Regions from separate parts of the Sus scrofa genome. Here region 2 is linked to region 1. A link is a contact called in public HiChIP or PLAC-seq data. All regions are on one chromosome and are shown on one strand. The core of a region is the stretch at or near the end of the contact, and the rest is flanking DNA. Distances in the headings are between cores, read along the strand shown. Region 1 holds the start of PEA15 (astrocytic phosphoprotein PEA-15). Region 2 holds the start of TAGLN2 (transgelin-2).

Evidence for each region. HiChIP or PLAC-seq counts read pairs in DNA pulled down with a chosen protein or histone mark.
Region 2: an H3K27ac HiChIP or PLAC-seq map of alveolar macrophages shows a contact between it and region 1. The contact joins the promoter of TAGLN2 here to the promoter of PEA15 in region 1. A contact is called at or near these places in 1 of 47 Hi-C or Micro-C datasets (liver) and 1 of 2 datasets of contacts at active chromatin or transcription factors (alveolar macrophages).

What each region holds. Positions count from the first base shown.
Region 1 is chr4:90,274,235-90,279,513 of Sscrofa11.1, reverse strand. PEA15 (astrocytic phosphoprotein PEA-15) reads left to right here and starts at 3,372. Exons shown (of 5, transcript XM_001928960.6): 1 at 3,372-3,969; 2 at 5,178-5,279. It overlaps CASQ1 (calsequestrin 1), which reads left to right. Exons shown (of 11, transcript NM_001243269.1): 10 at 537-611; 11 at 2,131-2,687. The coding sequence ends at 2,280.
Region 2 is chr4:90,563,715-90,568,601 of Sscrofa11.1, reverse strand. It overlaps TAGLN2 (transgelin-2), which reads right to left and starts at 2,330. Exons shown (of 5, transcript XM_003125672.5): 1 at 2,005-2,330. IGSF9 (protein turtle homolog A) reads right to left here. Exons shown (of 21, transcript XM_021089579.1): 21 at 4,428-4,882. The coding sequence ends at 4,701.

The DNA.
Region 1 (5,279 bases), core at 2,123-4,622:
AAACCTGTGTTCTCAGTGCCCCCAAGACACTACCAGTGCCGTTGCACCACAGCGGGAATTCCTGGGATATCGAATCTTTTATTATTATTATTTTTTTTTTTTTGCTTTTTAGGGCCACACTCGAGGCACATGGAGGGTTCCACGCTAGGGGTCAAATCGGAGCTATAGCTGCCAGTCTATACCATAGTCACAGCAACGGAGGATCAGAGCCGCGTCTGTGACCTACACCACAGCTCATGGCAATGCCTGGATCTTTAACCCACTGAGCGAGGCCAGGGATCAAACCCACAACCTCATGGTTCCTAGTTGGATTCATTTCCACTGCGCCACAATGGGAACTCCTGGGATGTCTACTCTTTAACTGCTCTGTTCTACCCTTTCCCTTCAGGGCTGACAGGTGGACCCCCCCCACCACCACCCAGCTCCCAACGGGTTCATAATGTCCCCACTCTACCCCTGGCCTGAACCGCACACGCACCCTCCTGAACTCAGGGGTTCCTAGACTCATTAAGTGGCCATATGTGGTCTCTCCACAGCTGGTTCCCTACTGGGAGAAGACATTCGACATCGACCTATCGGCCCCACAAATAGGAGTCGTCAACGTCACTGATGTGAGTTTCCTTCTCTCCTCATCCCCCGGTGACCCCCAACTCTGCTCCCGGTGTAGCTGGTTCTCCTCTGCTCTGCTAACTAGGAGTGGAGCCCTTCCCAGAGGCATCAGACATGCCCAGTCTAACGGCTGGAAGAGAGGGAGAGATTCCTGCCCTGAACTCACCCCCGTCTCTACCTGTTGTGATGGGCTGCTCCTCCCTCAGAGCCGGGTTCGAATCCTCTCTCCTCCAGCCAGTCTTTCCAGATCTCTCATTTGGAATCATTCTCTTGTTGGCACTCTCCCACAGCCCATTTGGCCTTGAGAACATGACTTTTACTTGGCCATTTATGTGTTGTGTCTCTCTTCCAGTAGACTTTGAGCTTTCTGAAGGCAGAAATCTCATTCGCACATAGCAGGTGCTTCAAAAATATTTGTTGAGTTGAATTGAGTAAGTCACAGTCCGCCTTCCTATAATTCCCAGTCTAACTGGGGAGGTAGGTATTCTGTTGACTACCAGGCCAGATCTGGTAAACTCTATGGTAGAGATACTAACGAAATGCTGGGAAGACACAGAAATCAAAGTGTTTCTGCTTGAGAATCCCAGAGGTTTTAAAAGGAGTAGCACTTAAAGTGGAGACTGATGTAAATCAACTATACCTCAGTTTTTAAAAATAAAAAATTAAATGTAATTCTTAAAAATTAAAATACAGTGGACATTGTTCAGTGTATAGAGTTCTACAAGTGGAAATTATGAGAAGTCATTTCCGAACTGATGGAAAAGTTAGTGCAGATGGTCAAAAAGTAGGAAAATGAGTATCAAGTTAGGGGAAAAGGCACTTCATTTTTTTATGGCTTGAGAATCTAGAGATTTCTGAGGATAATGCTGGAAAAGCAGGTTTTGCAAAGTCTTTTTTTTTTTTTTTTTTTTTTTTTTTTTTTTTTTGTCTTTTTGCCTTTTCTAGGGCCATTCCCGCGGCATATGGAGGTTCCCAGGCTAGGGGTCTAATTGGAACTGTAGCCGCCAGCCTATGCCAGGGCCACAGCAACGCAGGATCCGAGCCGCGTCTGTGACCTACACTACAGCTCATGACAACGGCAACGCCGGATCCTTAACCCACTGAGCAAGGCCAGGGATTGAACCTGCAACCTCATGATTCCTAGTCGGATTCGTTAACCACTGAGCCACGACGGGAACTCCTGCAAAGTCTTGAATGCTGAAGCGTTGCCGACCTTATTCTCCAGGCCGGGGGGAGCCACCAGTCTTACATCAAGGGTGGGATTGAGAGGTCTGCTCTAGGCAGCTCAGCATGGCAAGAGTTTGTAAGAAAGACTGAACGGAGAAGGTCTACTTGCTGATCCAGCCATTCTTTCTACTCCCATGGTCATGATTCTAACCTAGACCTTCACAGGGGCAGTTTCCCTGCCCACTGACAGATGAAGAGGAGAGATAGAGGATGTACAGGGTCCAGTGAGTGGGAGGACGGGTTGAAAGACCTACATGGGGCTTAGTTCTGATCCCTTGTCTTGCCATGTCCTAGGCGGACAGCATATGGATGGAGATGGATGACGAAGAGGACCTGCCTTCTGCTGAGGAGCTGGAAGACTGGCTGGAGGATGTGCTGTCCGGCGAGATCAACACAGAGGATGATGACGAAGATGACGATGACGATGATGACGACGACGACTAGGTGCTGGGCAGCCATCGCCCAGCCCCACCTGCCCTCCTCATGCTCCCTCCTGCCCTCCCTGTCCTTCCTTGAGCGCCTCCAGGGACACCAGGTCATCCTCTGGCTTGGGGCCCTTGAAGTCTCTATGTTGGGTGCTGAGATCCAAGGAGCTACCTTTCCCTACACACTGGCCCAGCTCTCTGACTTGTGTTTCCTGTCCCACGATATCCCTGTATCCATTTTTTGTTTCTTCCACCGCCCCCCACATGCGCTTTCTTGCGATTCCCTCTTGCCGCATCTAAGGGCCCTCATCTCTCTTCCGCTCGCTCCCTCCACCTGAGCACATGCTTACCCCACTCTCTCAAATCCTCTATCTTTCTGACTGTCCTCTCCCTGGCCAGGAGGATGGGAGGGTACTGTGTTTGGGGCTGCAGCTCAGCAATCTCTTGTTAATGTATTTGGGTCAAACGAGAGACCTTAATAAAGGATCTGGGGCACCATGAGCAAGTGTCTGCTGATGGGGTCTCACCCTGCGGCAGGAGGGAGGCAGCCAGAGGATGGGGGATGTACGTGTGGGTGCCTTGTTAAGGGACTGTGATCACGGGGTGGGGGGTGGGGGCCTCCTCCTTCCAGGCAGTTATCCCAGAGAAGCCTGGATTATTTATCCGCTGCAAGTCAACAAGCCTTTTCTGAACACATGGTGTTTGTCCAGCACCGCTGTTAGGCTCTGGGAGAACAAAGAGTGCCCGGGCCTGTCCCTGCTCTGGAGCTGATTAGCCTCACTGGGAAGTCAAGACAAGCACCCGAAACAACTGAAGAGAAATACAAAGCAATAGGTAATTAAGTGATTATGTGCTGCTTGATAGCGCCCTCCCTTCAGCTCTTGTTTGAAAGCCAAGACTGAGCCCAAAGAACACTTCCTTGGGGAGGCCTTCTCAGAGGTGGCCCCTCCGGCATCTCCTTCCTCTGGGCTCCCCCTGCACTAACCACCTCTGTTCTAGTGCTCAGCCCACTCCAGCCGAGCTCTTCAATTCCACGACTGTCTCCCCCATCCAGACTGGGAGCTCCTTGAAGGCAGGACTCCAGGCCTTTTCTCTGTGTCCACAGGGCCTGGCACACAAAAAAACGAGTCCCTAGGAGTTCCCGTCATGGCTCAGTGGTTAACGAACCTGACTAGTGTCCACGAGGACACGGGTTTGATCCCTGGCCTTGCTCAGTGGGTTAAGGATCCTGCGTTGCTGTGGCTGTGGTGGTGACCAGCAGCTGTAACTCCGATTGGACCCCTAGCCTGGGAACCTCCATATGCCGCTAGTGCGGCCCTATAAAGACAAAAAAGACAAAAACCAAAACAAACAAACAAACAAAACCCATGTCTTCATCCAGCTTGTACCCATTTAACAAATGTTTAATACACAGTATGGGCACTGAACCAATACAAAAATATGATGGAACTTATTTTTGCACCGATCCGTGGAAGGTCCCACTAAATGGTAGTGCCCATGTTTTAAAAAACACCCATCTGCGCCAGTCACTAGAGACTTACAATTTCTACATCTAAGAAGAACCCTGTGAGATAGGTATCAGTGTCCCCAGCCAGGACACTGAGGCTCAGAGGCATAACCTGCCCCAGAAAGGAGTAGAGCCAGCGTGAAGCCCAAGTCCCTTCTACCTGGCTGCCTCTGGAAGACCTGGACCCTTCACTGACTGTAGGTAAGTCATTTAGTTTCTCTGAGTCTCAAAGATGGGTCAGCAATATCGGTTTCACCCCTACAACACAGAACAAATGAGGTCTAGGCAGAGGCACATTGTGAGGGTGTGTCACTATCCAAAGGTCAGTGACAGGGCACTTTGGGGGAGAGGATGGTGAAAGGAAAGAAAGGAGGAACTCAGAGTTCCCGTCATGGTGAAGTGGAAATGAATCCGACTAGGAACCATGTGGTTGCAGGTTCAATCCCTGGCCTCGCTCAGTGGGTTAAGGATCCAGCATTGCTGTGAGCTGTGGTGTAGGTCACAGACGAGGCTCGGATCTGGCGTTGCTGTGGCCCTGCAATAGGCTGGCAGCTATAGCTCCGATGAAACCCCTAGCCTGGGAACCTCCATATGCAGCAGGTGCAGCCCTAAAAAGCAAAAAAAAAAAAAAAAAAAAAAAAAAAAAAGGAGGAACTCACCTGAGGCTTCCTCTGGGTCTCTGCCAGGCTGTAGCTGGAAGTGGCACAGACACTGACGGGGCTCAGACCTCTTCCCCCGCCACACTCTGCCAGAGTTGAGGAGAGACCCCTTAGGCTGGAAATGAAAACAGATGCTTTACCACTTCTTCCTTCCCTCTTTCAGTCTGGCTGAGAATCTGGGGGAGGAAAGTCCCTGGGGTGGAGGGGAAGTGAGAGCTGCCATGCTGGGCCTGGGCAGAGGGGCAGAGTTGGGAAACAGAGCTAAGCGTGGCATTGCAAGTTGTCTATATTTGCATGCTGAGCTCACTGCTGCTCTTTTTCTCCCCAGAAAAATAAAATTACATCATGGTGGGGGGAAGGCAGAGGGGTGGTATATTTGGGAAAGGTAAGAGGACCACAAGAGGCCGGCTGGCATCACCCTGGAGAGAGGTCTGTGGCTCCAGGGCAAGTGAGGAGGTCCCTGTGTTGCTTCTTGCCCCCAACGCTTCCTCCAGCCCCCACCTTCCAAGGTAGATAAAACTGAGCGGTCATTATGGCTCCCCTGACCCAGAAGGGGAAGAAAAAGGTTTTTCCACATACTAAGCCAGGCAGCTAAGAGGATCCTGAGGCCAAAGGCCTTCCCAGCCCTTAAACTCTAACTTACTCTTCGCCTCCCAGGGTCCCAGCCATTGTGGTCATTGAAAGGTCGTAAGGGGAAGGGTGTGTTCCACTGGGAAGAATTACATCTGAGAACTGGGTTTCGCTCTTTAGGGTGAGAGGCGGCGGCGCTCCTCCAGCCCTCCCCCACTTCTGCCCCCAGCCCGGGAGTCTTCCAGAACCCCAGCCCCCTGCTGCCTCCCCTCCCCCCACTCC
Region 2 (4,887 bases), core at 1,081-3,580, 290 kb before region 1:
GGGTGGGAAGATTCAAGGGCTCCTGGCTGGGGTTTAACTGGGCAGACAAAGGGACTCTCCATTCATTGAGCAGAGAAGACACAGGGGAACTTCCCAATTCAGAATTGGCATTAAGACCATCCTGAAAGGGCAAAATGGGGTACTTGCTTCCAAAAAGTAGTGCCACAGGCAGCAGGCAGAAGCAAGGGTGGTGGGAGACCTATGATTGAGGGGCTGTCCCAAGGCACTCCCCTAGCTATCAAGAGTCAGTGAGCAGAAGAGAAAGCTGAAACTACACAAAGAGGAAGCCACAGGCTTTGCACCAGGGGAGGAGGGGTACTTGGCGGCTGTTGCCATGGCTTCTGTGTACCAAACACAGGAATGGGGCAGGGTGGGGGCTCCCAGGCTGAAACATCCACTCGACACAGGAGTGGTGAAGAGGCTCTGAGCATGGGGTGGGGCAGATCCTTGGGAAAGGGGCTCCTTCAGAGCAGTTGCCAGGTACAGACAGGTGCAAGGGATTCCTCAAAGAAGCAGCTGTTAAGAGTAGGGTGGAGGAGACTGGAAGTTATTCGAGTTTGGGAGTAGCGAGGGAGACTTAAGGAAATAGTTCAGGAGAAGATGAAATGCCCTGGGAACAAGTGAGCCCCATACCTGAAAATCCTGGAGGGAGAGGGGATGGGGGGTGAGGGGAGGTGGGGGGAGAAAAGGAAGCCAGTCCCCAGTAGGCAAAAGAGGGATTGACTGGGGCAGTGGAGTGAGGGTGGGGGTGGGGATGGGGGGAGAAGTGCAACTGGACAAAGACCCTTTGGATTCTGGGCAGGTAGGGCCCTGCTGCTGGCCCCACCCTACCTTGGCCTCCTCTGCAGTTTTAAGTCTTCTCTGTGGACCAGGAAGGAGAACTCGGGAGTGAAGCTGGAAACGGGGAACCGGCCCTCTGTCTGGTGCTCTGGAGTCAGAAAACTAGGAGAGCCTCCTGCACCGGATCTCCACACCAGTCCATCCTCACTTCTGCTCACTGATAGCACGTTTCCCCCTGAATCTCACGGGTACCGGCTCCTGGAGACTCCAGGAGGCCTGCAGAGCCGGGGTGAAGGGGTGGAGGCCAGGCGGCAGTCCATTTCCGGTCCTGCTGGTCCGGCCCCCACAGCCGCCCCCCTCGCCACACCCTGGGCCGTTACTGGGATGAGTCACCCACCGCCCGCCGCTGGGGTGACGCAGTGGTCTGGGCAGCCCGCCCGCCCGCGGCCACCACCGACTTTCCCAGCAGTAGGGGGCAAGGAGTGGGGGCATCGGCTCCCGTAGGGGCTGGAGGCGCGGGAAAGCCGCCACCCTCCCCCAACACCACCGCCTACAGGCAGGGCACCCCGGGGCGCGGTCAGAGCTGCAGCCTCCCAGATGTCTGAGATCAGGGGACTCTCCTCAAGGCGACTGGGGCTTTAACTCCCGGCGCCAACCCTGGAAGGGGAGGCCACTGCGGGACCCGCGCACGGAGCCCCCTTGCTCCAAACCGCGCCTCGGAGTCCCTAGAAAAAAGATCTGCAGGAGAATAAAGAGAAAGGACTGGGACGCAGAGGGCAAGCAGCACCCACACGTGTTCCTGGAATCAGGAAGTGAAGGGTCGCGCGGGAAGCCCCGGCGGCGCGGAGCGGGCCAGGGTGGGCGCTGGGACCCTGTACGCCCCGTCCCTCGGGGCCAGTCCCTGACGCCCTCCTTTCCTCACCCTAGCACGGATCTGGAGCTGAAGTCCGCGGGAGGGACGCAGTCCCCACGTCCCTGATCCAGACAGACGCCCCGTCTATGCACCCGCAACACCGCCTGACCTCATGGCTCAACAATGCGGGGTCAGAGTCTGAGGACAGACCTGACAGCCCGGGGCGGGGCAGAGCAGTCATCGGACCCCTGCCTGCGAGCCCTTGGTCCCCAAGCTCACAGGAGCAGGTCGCAAGCTCGGGCTTCCTGCAGCCTAGAGACCGCGCACATCCCCCCTCCCCCGCCCCGACGGACCCCCTCCCTCCAGCTCACCTTTCACTCAGGCAGGAGAATTGCGCACTTAAGACTGGGGCTGCCGCGCGAATGGAGCGCCTGGGCTGGGCCGGGGGTTTTCAGCAGGCTCCCGCCTCGGACGGGGCGGACCAAAGGCGGGGCAAGGCCGAGAGGGTTTAAAGGCGCCGCACTGCAGAAGCGGAGGGCAGTGCTTAAGAGATGGGGCTGGAGACCAGAACCTGGGTTAAAGGATCTCAAGACAGTAGCCTCCGCCCTGGAGAACTTCTACACCTACCCTAGAACCCGTAAACTTGTGCCCCAGTGGGAAACTTTCTGCCTAGGTTAGCGCAAGAAGGGCGTTTTTTACGTGCGAAGAAGCCTCTTGGTTTAAAAAGGATGTTTAGGTAAACAGAGGCACAGGAAGACACTCCCCACCCACCCCCCCACAATTGACTAGGGTGTGACATGCAGGCCAGGACAGCTCCCGGACTTGGTCTTGCTCCCCACCTTCTTCAAGCCTGGGCAGAGACTAACAGTGAAGTCATTCCTTTCTCAGGGCCTAAGGGGTGTGACCAGTGTTGGGACCCAGGGTTCAGACTTGACTTTTTCCCCTTCATCTCCTCCTCCATGACCTGGCATCTCTTTTTTTTTTAATTTTATTTTATTTTATTTTTTTTATTTTCCCACTGTACAGCAAGGCCTGGCATCTCTTAAATCCTGGAGGGATCAGAAGAAGAGCCCTCAGGGAGTTCCCGTTGTGGCTCAGGGGCAACAAACCTAGTATCCATGAGCTGTGGTGTAGGCTGGCAGCTGCAGCTCTGATTGGACCCCTAGCCTAAGAACTTCCATATGAAATAGGTGCAGCCCTTAAAAAGAGAGAGAGGAGGAGGAGGCTGGCAGTTCCTCCATCTCTGATGGTGGAGGAGAACATCATTTGTGGTGGATGGAGTCCCTGCTTGCAGCTATCAGTGTAGTTTTATTTATTTTTTGGTTTTTTTTTTAAATTTTTTTGTCTTTTCAGGGTCGCATTTGCGGCATATAGAAGTTCCCAGGCTAAGGGTCCAATCAGAGCTGCAACTGCCAGCCTATACCATAGCCACAATAATGTGGGATCAGAGCCGTGTCTGCAAACTGCACCACAGCTCACAGCAACTACAGATCCTTAGCTCACTGAGCAAGGCCAGGGATCGAACCTGTGTCCTCATGGATACTAGTTGGGTTCGTAACCTCTGAGCCATGAACTCCATCAGTGGAGTTTTCATAGCTGTTAGACGATCCCATATATGCTGGTTTTTAAGGACATCAACAACCAATGCCCTCCTACTTCTCCATTCTCTCTTCCCCATACTCCCTTCCTGAATATTCCAGTGCACACTGACACCCTGGGAGGCCAAGTCTTTTCACTCCTCCATGCCTTCACATAGGCTGTTCCTCCTTCCCTTGACTGTCTTCTCACCTGCCCTACCCCTCATGGACTTTGTGACCTCGGGGCAAATCACTAAAGCTCTACACCCCAGCTCCCTGGTCTATAAAAATAGAGCTAATGGTACTACTTACCTTAGAGTGGTAGAGAATTAAATGATACATGTGAAGAGCTTAGAGCAGTGCCCGGCACACAGTGAGTGCTCAGCTGACAGCTATTATCATTGCTCCCACTTTCTGTGAGGATGCCTGCAGAGGCCCACCCCAGAGGTAGCATTTGTCCCAGCACAAGCTGTAAGCATTCACTGTTGGCTGACTCCTTCCTTCTTGCTACCCTAGTAACCAACACATAGCTTTGTCAGAGGACTTGTCATATCATCCTGTGACTATTTTTTTTTTTTTTTTTGCCTTTTTGTCTTTTTAGGGCCGCACCTGCGGCATATGGAGGTTCCCTGGCTAGGAATCTAATCGGAGCTGTAGCCACTGGCCTATGCCAGAGCCACAGCAATGCCAGTTCTGAGCTGCATCTGCAACTTACATGACAACTCACGACAAGGCCGGATCCTTAACCCACTGAGCAAGGCAAGGGATCGAACCCGCAACCTCATGGTTCCTAGTCAGATTCGTTTCTGCTGTGCCATGACGGGAACTTCCTGTGACTATTTCTTTGCTTGCCTGCTTCATCCACTAGAAAGAACTCCCCTGAGGGCAAAGACATGACTTTTGTACTTTCTACTTCAGTATCTAGCTCAAAGCTGGTCTTCAGATTCAGAAGCTGACCTCTTTAGGCATTCAATAAATGCTTTTTTTTTTTTTTTTTTTTTTTGGCTGCGCCTTCAGCATACAGAAGTTCCGAGGCCAGGGATTGAATCCAGGCCACACAGTGACCCACAGCCATGACAATGCATGATTCTTACCACTAGGCCACCAGGGAACTCCAATAAATGCTTTTTGAATGGATGTTGAATGTATCTGTCCTTTTTAAGGGCTCAGGGATTTTCCTACTTCTCTCTCAAATTCAAAACCAGATGATACACAGAAACATTTTTCAGACTTTATTCACCTGTAAAAAGTCCTCACCCACACCACAAACAACACACACACACACACACACACACACACAGACCTAAGATCCCTGTTTCAGTCCCCCAGGCTCCAGGGGCTCAGCACATACACCCCACACCAAGCCTATGGTCAGGATGTGTGCCTGGGCACCACAGGGGCAGGGGCAGTGTCCCAGGCTGGAGCTAGGTCTTGCTGGGGGCCTCCTCTGCAGGGTCTGTGTGCCTTCACCCTGCCTCACGTTGGGGCATTCACAGCAGAGTGGCCTGTTCAGGGTGGGAGATTGGCTGGCGATAGGCTGGTAGCCGGGACCTGGCAGCATCTCGGCGGCGGCGGAAGGCCAGGAATTCCTCCCGAAGAGCAGCACAGCGGGCCTCAGGGCCAGGCCCATGGGTGGTGTTTAGGAGGCAGCCCTCCTCTGAAGTCTTTGCACCTGCA